2 separate regions of the Sus scrofa genome follow, and region 2 is linked to region 1. The links are chromatin contacts, called in public promoter capture Hi-C maps. All regions are on one chromosome and are shown on one strand. Each heading gives the region's core, a stretch centred on a gene start, on an enhancer-like site or on the middle of the called end of the contact. The rest is flanking DNA. Distances are from core to core; before and after follow the strand shown. Region 1 holds the start of CABLES2 (CDK5 and ABL1 enzyme substrate 2). Region 2 holds the start of MRGBP (MRG/MORF4L-binding protein).

The links. Promoter capture Hi-C pulls out the DNA fragments that hold promoters and counts their contacts.
Region 2: a contact with region 1 is called in a promoter capture Hi-C map of fetal skeletal muscle, with 5 times the contacts expected there. The contact joins the promoter of MRGBP here to the promoter of CABLES2 in region 1. A contact is called at or near these places in 3 of 5 promoter capture datasets (fetal liver, fetal skeletal muscle and liver), 6 of 47 Hi-C or Micro-C datasets (alveolar macrophages, embryonic fibroblasts, liver and 3 more) and 2 of 2 datasets of contacts at active chromatin or transcription factors (alveolar macrophages and skeletal muscle).

The regions. Positions count from the first base shown.
Region 1 is chr17:61,775,862-61,780,591 of Sscrofa11.1, reverse strand. CABLES2 (CDK5 and ABL1 enzyme substrate 2) reads left to right here and starts at 2,198. Exons shown (of 10, transcript XM_001924509.4): 1 at 2,198-2,583. The coding sequence starts at 2,198. RBBP8NL (RBBP8 N-terminal-like protein) reads left to right here. Exons shown (of 14, transcript XM_013998026.2): 14 at 1-2,013.
Region 2 is chr17:62,056,312-62,061,041 of Sscrofa11.1, reverse strand. MRGBP (MRG/MORF4L-binding protein) reads right to left here and starts at 2,641. Exons shown (of 5, transcript XM_021078245.1): 1 at 2,429-2,641; 2 at 1,867-1,988. The coding sequence starts at 2,576.

The DNA of each region.
Region 1 (4,730 bases), core at 949-3,448:
GCACCGAGACCTGAAGTCTGAAGAAGGATGGCGTGTGCAGCTGGCAAGGTCGGGGGTCAGCTGAGCATGCACCTGCCAGGGCAGGTGACTCATGAGGCTCTTGAGTGCGTCCAGGGATGGGGGGCGGGGGTCACTGCCTTTCTGAAGGGCAGGATCCAAACCAGCCCCACTCACAGAGCACTGCAGGGACCAGGGTACCCTCTGGGGAGGACTGCAGGAACAGAACAGCCCCCTCCTCACCGACACCTCTGAGTCCTGGCTCCACGCCCACGCTGACCTGTCGGCCACCTGCACGGCCACAGGGCAGCTCAGCCAGGCTTCCACTCTCAGCACTGGGAAATATTCTGCCATTGTCACTGTAGGAGGGGGTCTCAGAGCGCCTCCATGGAGGGGGGAGTCGCTTAAATAGGTTCCTGGGTCCAACCCCAGACTCACTGAACCAGGAACCGCAGGCGCCTGGGAATCTGAGTTTTAAGAAGCTCCCCAGGCAGTGCCCCTGCACGTGAGGTTTGAGAACTGGCCCTTCCAAGGCCAAGGCAGGACACAGGTCAATGCCTAGGCTGGGTGAAGCCTGGGGCAAACTGGGGGCACCGGCCTGAGTAATGGGGGCACGGCTGCCACCTTGCTCACTGTGGCCTGTCTGCCTGTCTGAGAGGCCAGAAGGACTAAATTCCCAAGAGAGACATCCAGGCGCCCTGCCCCTGTGAGCACAGGCGCATGTATACGCCGTGTCCCACTGTTAAGAGCTGTGAAAGGCTGCTTTGATTTCTCTGCAATAAAACAAAACCTGTGTGCTCCATTCACATCCGACTAGTAGACCAGGTTTGGCCCGTGGGCACCCATCTCCAGGAGCCTGGGGAGAGAGAGGGCACCAGAACCTGGACGATCCGGTTCCTCCCCCACCCCCGTCCCTGCAGCACCCCCAACACAGTGCAGCTGGCAGGGGACAGATCCTGAGCAGACGGCATGGTTTTGGAGCTGAGGGGCAGTAACACGGTCCATGTCCCCTATGTTTTCCTCATTTGGTATCAAGTTAACTAAGAGCTACCAGTGGGTCAGCCCCCACCTGCCAGGTGCTCCTGCTAGTAAGAGCTGGCCAGCAGAGCCAGGCCCTGGGGCCCTAATGGATGTTGATTCCAGCCTCCTCCTGCAAACAGGAGCTCCACCCCCACTCCCAGCACCTGCTCAGAAGAGAGAAGTGTTGAGTGCTGCCTGCAGTTCCATGCAGGAGCATCCACGGAGAGGCTGGGCAAACCCCACCAAGTACCCCATCTCCAGGCGCCCCTGTCAACCCCCACAGCATCCTGCAGTCGGAATCACTGTGCCTACCTGAAGGAAAAGTAAGCCCACAGGCAGAAAGGTGGACAGAGCAAGCCAGTGACACAGAGGTGGCTGCGGGACCCTGCTTCCCTCCCCCCACCCCCCAAGACACAAGGGAGTTCCTGGAGGTTCCAGAAGGCAACACCTGAAGCAGGAAGCCACAGGCTCTGAAGTCAGGGGTCCTGGGTACAGAGGAGGAAACAGGCCGGCCCTCCTCCCCACACTCAAGGTCGCCTAGATGCCGAGGGAGGTGCAGGATTCTGCCTGGGGCTGAAGGCCCCGCCCTGGCCCCGCCCGCCTGCCACCCAGGCAGGTGCCTTCTCCCCTCAGACCCGCGGTCTCGTCTTCCGTCAATGAGGGGGGCCCGGTGGTACCGCGGGCCATTCCTGGGGCTCCTCGAGGGGCGACCTAGACCCCAGACGGCGGGTGGCACAGCTCCAGCCCCTGCAACCCAGCCTCCGCCCCCGCAAAGATACACCCGGAGAGGGAAAGTCCGTTGGAGCCTAAAGACGAGGCTCGAGGGAGGCCGCTAACGTCACAACCCGGCAAGGGGAACCGGGCACTGCCACCCCGAAGCCGTGGCTGCCGAGGCGGGGAGGCGAACGTGCCGCCTCGCCGCTGCGAGGCTCCGAGCCAGACCTCGCGGGACCGGTCGGCGGGCAGACGTTCCGCTCCCGGCTCCCAGGAGCTTCATCCGATCCTCCGAGACCCGGGGGAGCCCACCCCCGGCCCCAGCCGCCCGCGCCGCTCTGGCCAATGGGAGGGCGCGATGCCGATGTATTTGCATGCGGGTGCGCCCCGGCCAATGGGCGGCGTGCGCGTGCGCGTGCGCGGCCGGCCGCGGCGCGCGCGGCCGGCCGGCGGGCTCAGTCGGAGGATGGCCGCGGCCGCGGCGGGTGGAGCCGCGGGCCCGTCCCCCGGCCCCGCCGCCAGGGCCCCTCCGCAGGCGCTGCGGCGGCGTGGGGACTCCCGGCGTCGCCAGGCCGCGCTCTTCTTCCTCAACAACATCTCGCTGGACGGGCGGCCCCCGAGCCTGGGCCCCGGCGGCGAGAAGCCCCCGCCGCCGCCCGCCGAGGCCCGCGAACCGCCTGCGCCGCCGCCGCCGCCGCCGCCGCCTCCCCCGCTGCCCGCGCCCCCCGCCGGCCTGCCGCAGTCTGGTCCTCCCGGCAGGGCCTCGGCGCCCCAGGGTCTGCTCAGCCCCGCGCCCGCGCCCACCGGCTTGGGCCTGGGCCTGGGCCTGGGCCTGGACGGGCAGCGCCAGAGGTAAGTGCCACCCGGGTCTCCTGGGGCCTGGGGGCGGCGGGGTGGCCCCGGGCAAGGTCAGCGCAGGGGTCGGGGGCTCTTGTCAGAGTCACCCGGGCTCAGGGTTGGGGTCACCTGAGGGTGGCAGAGTGGCCTGGAGCTGGGTCAGCGCAGAGGTGAAGGTGGCCTGGGGACCTCACAGCCCAGGACAGAGGGTCAGGGTGACCTGGGGGCCTCCAGCACAGGGGGCAGGGTGGCGAGGCGGCCCAGGCTGGCCCAGCTCCTAACGTGGGGGTGAGGCGACCCTCAGAGGATCCGGATCTGCTGATGACATGGGGTCAGAGCGGCCGGTCAGCGTAGGACTTGGAGATGCGGAGGTGCCCCTCGGCCATGCGACCCCCGACACACGGGCGGGGGGTCCTGGGCCCGGTCAGGGCGCAACAGGTTGGGATCTCCTGGGCCTTGCCAGCCCTGGAAGGGAGTCTTGCCTGGGCCCCGCCAGCCTAAGATGTCCCCTGGCCCTCTGTCACCCCTGGGATGTTAGGGGTTCCTGGAGCCCTGTCCCTGGGCTTAAGGGTCATGGTCCCTGAATTCCACCCCCACCCCGAATGTGGGGTCAGGGCCCCCGAACACGGGTCAGGGTTCCCTCGGCCGTTCTCAGACCGCAGACACAGAGCCTGTCGGCCCTGGACACGCCCCCTCCCCAACCCTCTGTCCTCAGCGCTGTGGACACAGGGGCTCAAAACCCTCCCCTGTGTGCTCCCCGCATTCTCTACACTGGGCGGCCGCCCCCACGTGGGCCGGGGTCCTCCCCATATTGTGACATCTGGCATCAGAGTCTCCCGCGCCAGGCCAGCCTCCCTGCCCCCCACAGCACAGCTGGTGGTCCCCAGAGCCCCCCACGCCCCCGCCTCCATTGTCCCGGCTCTGCTCAGCACCCCTGAGCCTGTAGACTCCCAGGTTGCAGTGACTTCCCTTGTGCCCCACCCCTGAGCTCTGCCCGGCTGGCCTGCCTTGTGCCCACATAGCGCCTGGCTGCTGGACACCCCACTTCTTCTCCCAGAGACCCTTCTCCCACAGCCCCCCCACAAAGCTGCAGCTCCCGACACCTTTGCGCACTGGCCCCCGGGTGACCCCTCTCCTCGCACCCTTCCTCCAGACCCCTGCACTGGCCTGGGCCCAGGACTGGCTGCTCATCACCTTCCCTTCTCAAGGGCCACTGTTGGCCTTTGGTCTGGGGGCAGAGCTGCTGAGCAGGCTCGCTCCGGGGCAGGCTCTGGAGCTGTGCAGAGTCCTGCAGCTGGTGCCCCGTGTGGGTGGGTGAGACCTGGAAGCCACCGTGGTTCCCTGGTGTCCGTCCAGAGGTGGCTCTTCTTACCTGGAGGTCACCATGTGGTTGCCTCGCACCCCTGGTCCTCAGGCAGGTCAAGGTGATGTGGGGTCTTCCCAGGGACTCGTGGTCGGGATGGAGTCCAGGATACAGCGCTTCTGGCCACACTGCTTGCCCTCACAGAGGTCTCCGTGGCCCTGAGGCCACCGTCCCACCCCATAGGTGGACAAGGGGAGGCAGAGGATGCCTGTGGCCTGACCCTATCCGCCGACAGGCCAGCCAAGGCTCCGGAGGGGCTTAGGGCCCCGGTGGGACAGAGGGAGCAGTTTGCCTGACACCTCGCCCCCACCTCCCCGGGGAGATGGAACTGCGTCTCTGACGGGGCACTGATGCTTCTCGGTGGAAGGCCGTCCAGCTGGTCCTTGGCAGCCTGTCCCTGGCAGTGGTCATGCCCCCTGGCGGCCATCGGCCCAAGGACAGTCCCTCGCCACACCCAGTCTCCCTGGGGTCACTGTGACGCTCCAGGGCAGAGCGGTGACACCTTACGCTGTGTGAGGCCTCACATGCGCGGATGCGCGAGTGGTTCAGCAAGCAGTGCAGGCGCCCGGGTCGTGGGCCAGGCCCATTCCTGTGGGAGGGGCTTCTGGGAGGGTGGGCATTGCAACCCAGCGCCTGGGACCAGGGCCCTGCTGGCAGCGCTGCCTGGTGATGCTCTTGCCGTTTGTGAAGGCCGTGTGTGCAGAGGCCTGAGCTCTGAAGGACATGGGGACGGCTGGGACGTGGCACACCTGCTGCGCCCTCCACGGTCCCCTCGTCCCTCCACGCCTGCCCTCCCTGC
Region 2 (4,730 bases), core at 1,392-3,891, 280 kb before region 1:
AGGCTGCAGTGGGCAGGTGGAGGGGGCCGAGGCCGTTTCTTTCTCTTCTACGGTTTACGAGGGGCTGGGCTTGTCACACGGAGCCAGACAAGGCAAAACCACAGCATGAGCCACCAGCATCAGTCACGAGAGGGAAGACTCTGGGTTGACTGTCACCTGAGATGGGGCCAGGGTGCCCAGTCTGCTGGCACACCTGCAGGGCCAGAATCAGGCTGCAGCTGTCCCGCAGGCCTGGCCCGGCTGTGCAGGCTCCGGGAGCACGCGATCCGAGGGCCGTGACAACCCTGCAGAAAGGCCATGGGGCTCCCGTCTCACCCATGTGGGCGGGCCACCGGGGTGGGAAGCAGGTGAGTGCAGGGGAGCAGGCACCGCCGATGCTCAGCGTGTTCCACCTGGCTGGCAGCTCGCACCTGCCGGACCGGACAGAGACGGTGGAGACGCAGCCCATGGGACGAAGGGAGAGCTTAGCTGGCAGGAGGGACTCAGGGTTGGGGGCGATCAGGAGACACTCGGGAGCCGTGCTCATCACCAGGCGGTCAGCGTGTAAACGTGCTGATCGGCATCGAGGAGCTTCAAAACCCGAGGGTTCCTGCGCCCACGGCACCTTGCGGGTGGGGTTCAAGGCCCCAGGTGACCGTGACGTCAGCCCCACAGCCATGCTAGGGTGCGAGGAAAAGAGAGAAGGGCCACTGTCCCGGGCTGAAAGCCCTGGGTGCCCCCGCTGCAGTTCCCTGAGTGTCACGTGGGCCCTGTGCTGGGGTCACAGCCATGGGATCCTCTGGGCCAGCAGCGTGCCTAAGAACCATCTGCCTCCCCCAGGTCGGGGACCCTGCCACTCTGATCTCTGGGTCCAGCCAGCAGTCAGGGCTCAGGACGTGCCTGGGGGCCAGGTGACCTCACAGTGTGACAGGTATGCGAGCCCAGTCAAGCTGTGGAACCCGGGAACTCACGGAGGGCAAGGCCCTGACCAGCAGGCATGGCCCTTTGGGTGGGCCTGGTGTAGTTTAGCGGCCAGTTCTCGAGTTTCTAGAATGCCTACTGCAGGCCAGGCGCTGGTCCCAGGACACAGTGGTCACCTTTCTCTCCTCCCTACACCAGGACGAGATGTGAGTGCCACGCCCAAGGCCAAAGGGAGGGAATGGCAGTGAGGTTTCTGGACCCAGACGGCTGGGGGTCTGCTGCCCCCTTTGCCCACACGCACCAATTCTCGCCTGGGGGCGTGAGGGGAGATGGAGCCTTCCCTAACCCAGCACAGGCTCCCACCTCACCGGGCACCTGCCACCCGGCTCCCACCCACTCTCCAGACACCCTGGCCTCCTCTGCGTCCTCTGATGCACCAACGCCTGCTGCCACAGAGCCTTGACACCTGCCGCTCCTCTGCTGGGAACGCCACTGGTCTCTTTGGCCACCCTGTTCCCCTAGTTCATCTGCCCCGCTAACGACATGGCTCAGGGGGGGTTCCGTGAGGCCCGGGTCCCTGCCTGCCTGGTTCTACCAGCAGTCACCAGTGTCACCTTAACCTGACTCAGACCCTGCCACCTCCCTGCCTACAGCACTCTGGGACTTTCTGTAAGACTGACAATGGCCTCAGAGCCCCTCCCACAGGCCTCAGCTCCTCAGTCGTCTCCTGGCCAGGTCCTAACTGACCCCTCAATTGCAAGTAGGTGCCATGTGATAACCAGCTACCGTCACTAGGTTTGTGTTTTCTGTAAAACTGCTCGGAGCTACCTTGTTGAACAACTGGTCCCCTGCGGGGCAGCCCAGACGTCAAGTTCCCTGAGGACAGGGCCTGGTGTAGACGCAGGGAGGCGCACGGAGGGGGCTCTCGGCCACCACCTGTCTGGGGGAGGGTGGGGGCCAGCTCACCAGTGCCTGCATGTCGTACATGGTGCTCAGGTGGTCCCAGATGACCTTGGAGGGCACTTGCCGGCCGATGTTCTGGCTGAACTTGTCCCGGATACAGATCATGTGGAAGTGCCGGTTCACACCTGCAGGGGGAAAGGGTCAGCCCGTGGGGGCAGACAGGTAGTTTGGAGAACAGACGTGGGGGTCAAGGGGAAGAGAGGGGAGAAGGCGCAGGGGGAGACGGGGGCAGTGCTTGGAGGGCGCGGGGGTAGAATGGGGTTGGTGGCAGGTACAAGGGGGGAGAGGAAGAGGTAGGGGTCAGTGGGGGAGGAGCAAAGGGGGCAGGGGTGCAGGTGAAGGCAGGGGTCGGCCGGCGTGGGGGGGTGGGGGCGGGAGGGGGCAAAGTCGAGCGGGGGAGGGGACTGCAAGGAGCAGGCCGGGGAGGGGCGAGCAGGTGGGGGCAGGGTGTGCAGGGGTGCAGGCGCAGGAGGCCCCGCCCCGCCCGCCCCGCGCGCGCCCCCGGCCGTTGCCGGCCGCCCCGCCCCCACGCGGGTGCGCGGCCTCGGCGCGGCGCTCCGCTCACCGACGGGCTTGTGGCCCAGCATGGCGTGGAAGAGGCACACCTCCACCTCGGGGCTCCACACGACCGTCTCCTCGGCCGGGCTGGTGGCTGCCTCCCCGGGCCCCTTGTCGCCCGCCGCGCCACCGCCGCCCACCTCGGCCTCCCCCATGGCCCGGCCGCCCAGCGACGAGCCCCCGGCGGGAGCGGGCGCGGCCACGGGCTCCGCGCAGGCGCACTCGCGGGGCGGGCGCGCGCTCGGCGGGCTCGCTCTGGGGTTCGCGCGCGGAGTCGGCGCAGGCGCAGCTGAGGGCGGGGTCGCGGCGCCCCCTGGCGGCCAGGTCTCTCAGCGCAGCGCCGTCGGAGCCTGAGGAGGATGAGAGGGACTGAGGATGTAAACGCCCTAAATTAAGTTGTGGCGATGGCTGCACAGCTCTGGGTAAACCCCGCAGAACTGTGCGCTTTAAATGGAGGAATTGCAAGTTACACCTCAGTAAAGCTGCTAGGAAGAAAAAGAACAGGCAACTGACAATGCCCGCGAGTGTGGCTCCAAGGGCTTCAAAAGCCCCTGGCTGACCTCTGGCCTGAGTGTGGAACAGAGCGGCCCCCGCGCGCCGGGGCAGAGGCGTCTGGGCCCCGCGCCTTGACCGCGGGCCTCAGCCTAAAGGGCAGGAGGGCCCAGGCCGGAGGGGGCGGGGTTAACCCCCACGGAGGGGCGGGGCCTGGGCGGAGTCTGGCCTGGCAGTCCTGTGACGAACTCAAAGAAGCACCCAATGGAGGCCGCCGGCTCCGCCCCGGCCCGGCCCGGCCCCGCCCTCGCGGCTCCCCCCGCCCCTCTCCGCTAGGCCACGCCCACCGCGGTGCCAGGGCTCTTGCCCAACGCGCGAGCGCTCTTCACCTCCCGGGTGTAGACTCCCGCGTCGGGCTTCCGGGTCCTCTTCCGGCTCCGCGACCTGCTAGTTCTGTGAGCGCTGCAAGGTGCTGGACCTCTTCAGGCCTAAGCTTCCTCCTCCGTGCAGTGGGGTTACTGATGGGGCTTGGTTTCTGGGTGCCCCAGCACAGGCTCGGGCGTCTTAGCAGACATTTGGAGCCACAGCGGTGAGCGCTGCCCCTTGGCCGTGTGGGCTCTGGCCAGCCAGTCACCTCCCGGTGGACTCAGAGCCTGAGTCCCGGCTTCCCATGCTGGTGCCCACAAGGTGGGAAGACGCGGTCAGCAGAGCCGGCCGTCCTGTGAGCCATGTTATGGCTGGACGTTGTGATTCCATTATTATTATTATTTGCTTTTTTTTAGGGCTGCACCTGCGGCGTATGGAAGTTCCCAGGCTAGGGGTCGAATCAGAGCTGTAGCTGCCAGCCTACACCACAGCGGGTGTGAGCTGCATCTGCAACCTAGATACCACAGCTCATGGCAACGCCGGATCCTTAACCCACTGAGTGAGGCCAGGGATCAAACCCGCATCCTCATGGATCCTAGTTGGGTTCATTAACCGCTGAGCCACAAAGGGAACTCCCTAAGTTGGGATTCTTGCCAGGTGTGTCTCCTCCCCTCCCTCTGACCTGCCAGCTGGGCTCACCTCAGGGTTGCTGCCTGTGGGGAGGAAGCCCCAAGCCACTTACACACACGAGGTGTAACAGATGGAGGCCTTTCCCTTTAATCTCCTTACAGTTCCCGGTGTGTGTGTGTGTGTGGGGGGGGAAATAATCAATAAGCAATAATTAGAGTAGAAAAAAGTTTTATTTGAGCCAAACGGAGGACTACAGCCCAGAAGACAGCTTTCCAGATTCCTCTGAGGGACTGTCCCAGAGACCATGGGTTTCAGCACAGTTTTGCATCTTGTCAGAACAAAGAACATGAACTAACTCTGGGATAAATTTCTACAAGTCCCCAAAGTAAACAAACAAACACCAAACAGACCGTGACGTACCCCAGGGCCTTGGCGCCTGGGAAGGGGCTTATCATCGAAGGAGGAGGGCATTGGTATCCCCGGAAGGGGCGCTTAATTTGTGTCTTTAGCATGGACATTCTTTTTTTGCTTTTTAGGGCTGCACTGTGGCTTATGGAGGTTCCCAGCCTAGGGGTAGAGTTGGAGCTGCAGCTGCCAGCCTACACCACAGCCACAGCCACGTCTGTGACCTACACCACAGCTCACGGCAACGCTGGATCCTTCCCCCACAGAGCAAGGCCAGGGACCGAAACCGAATGCTCATGGGTACTAGTCGGGCTCAGTACCACTGAGCCACAGTAGGAACTCCTTTTTTTTTATTTTTTGGCTGCCCTGTGGCGTATGGAGCTCCAGGGCCAGCGATCCGATCTGAGCTGCAGCCT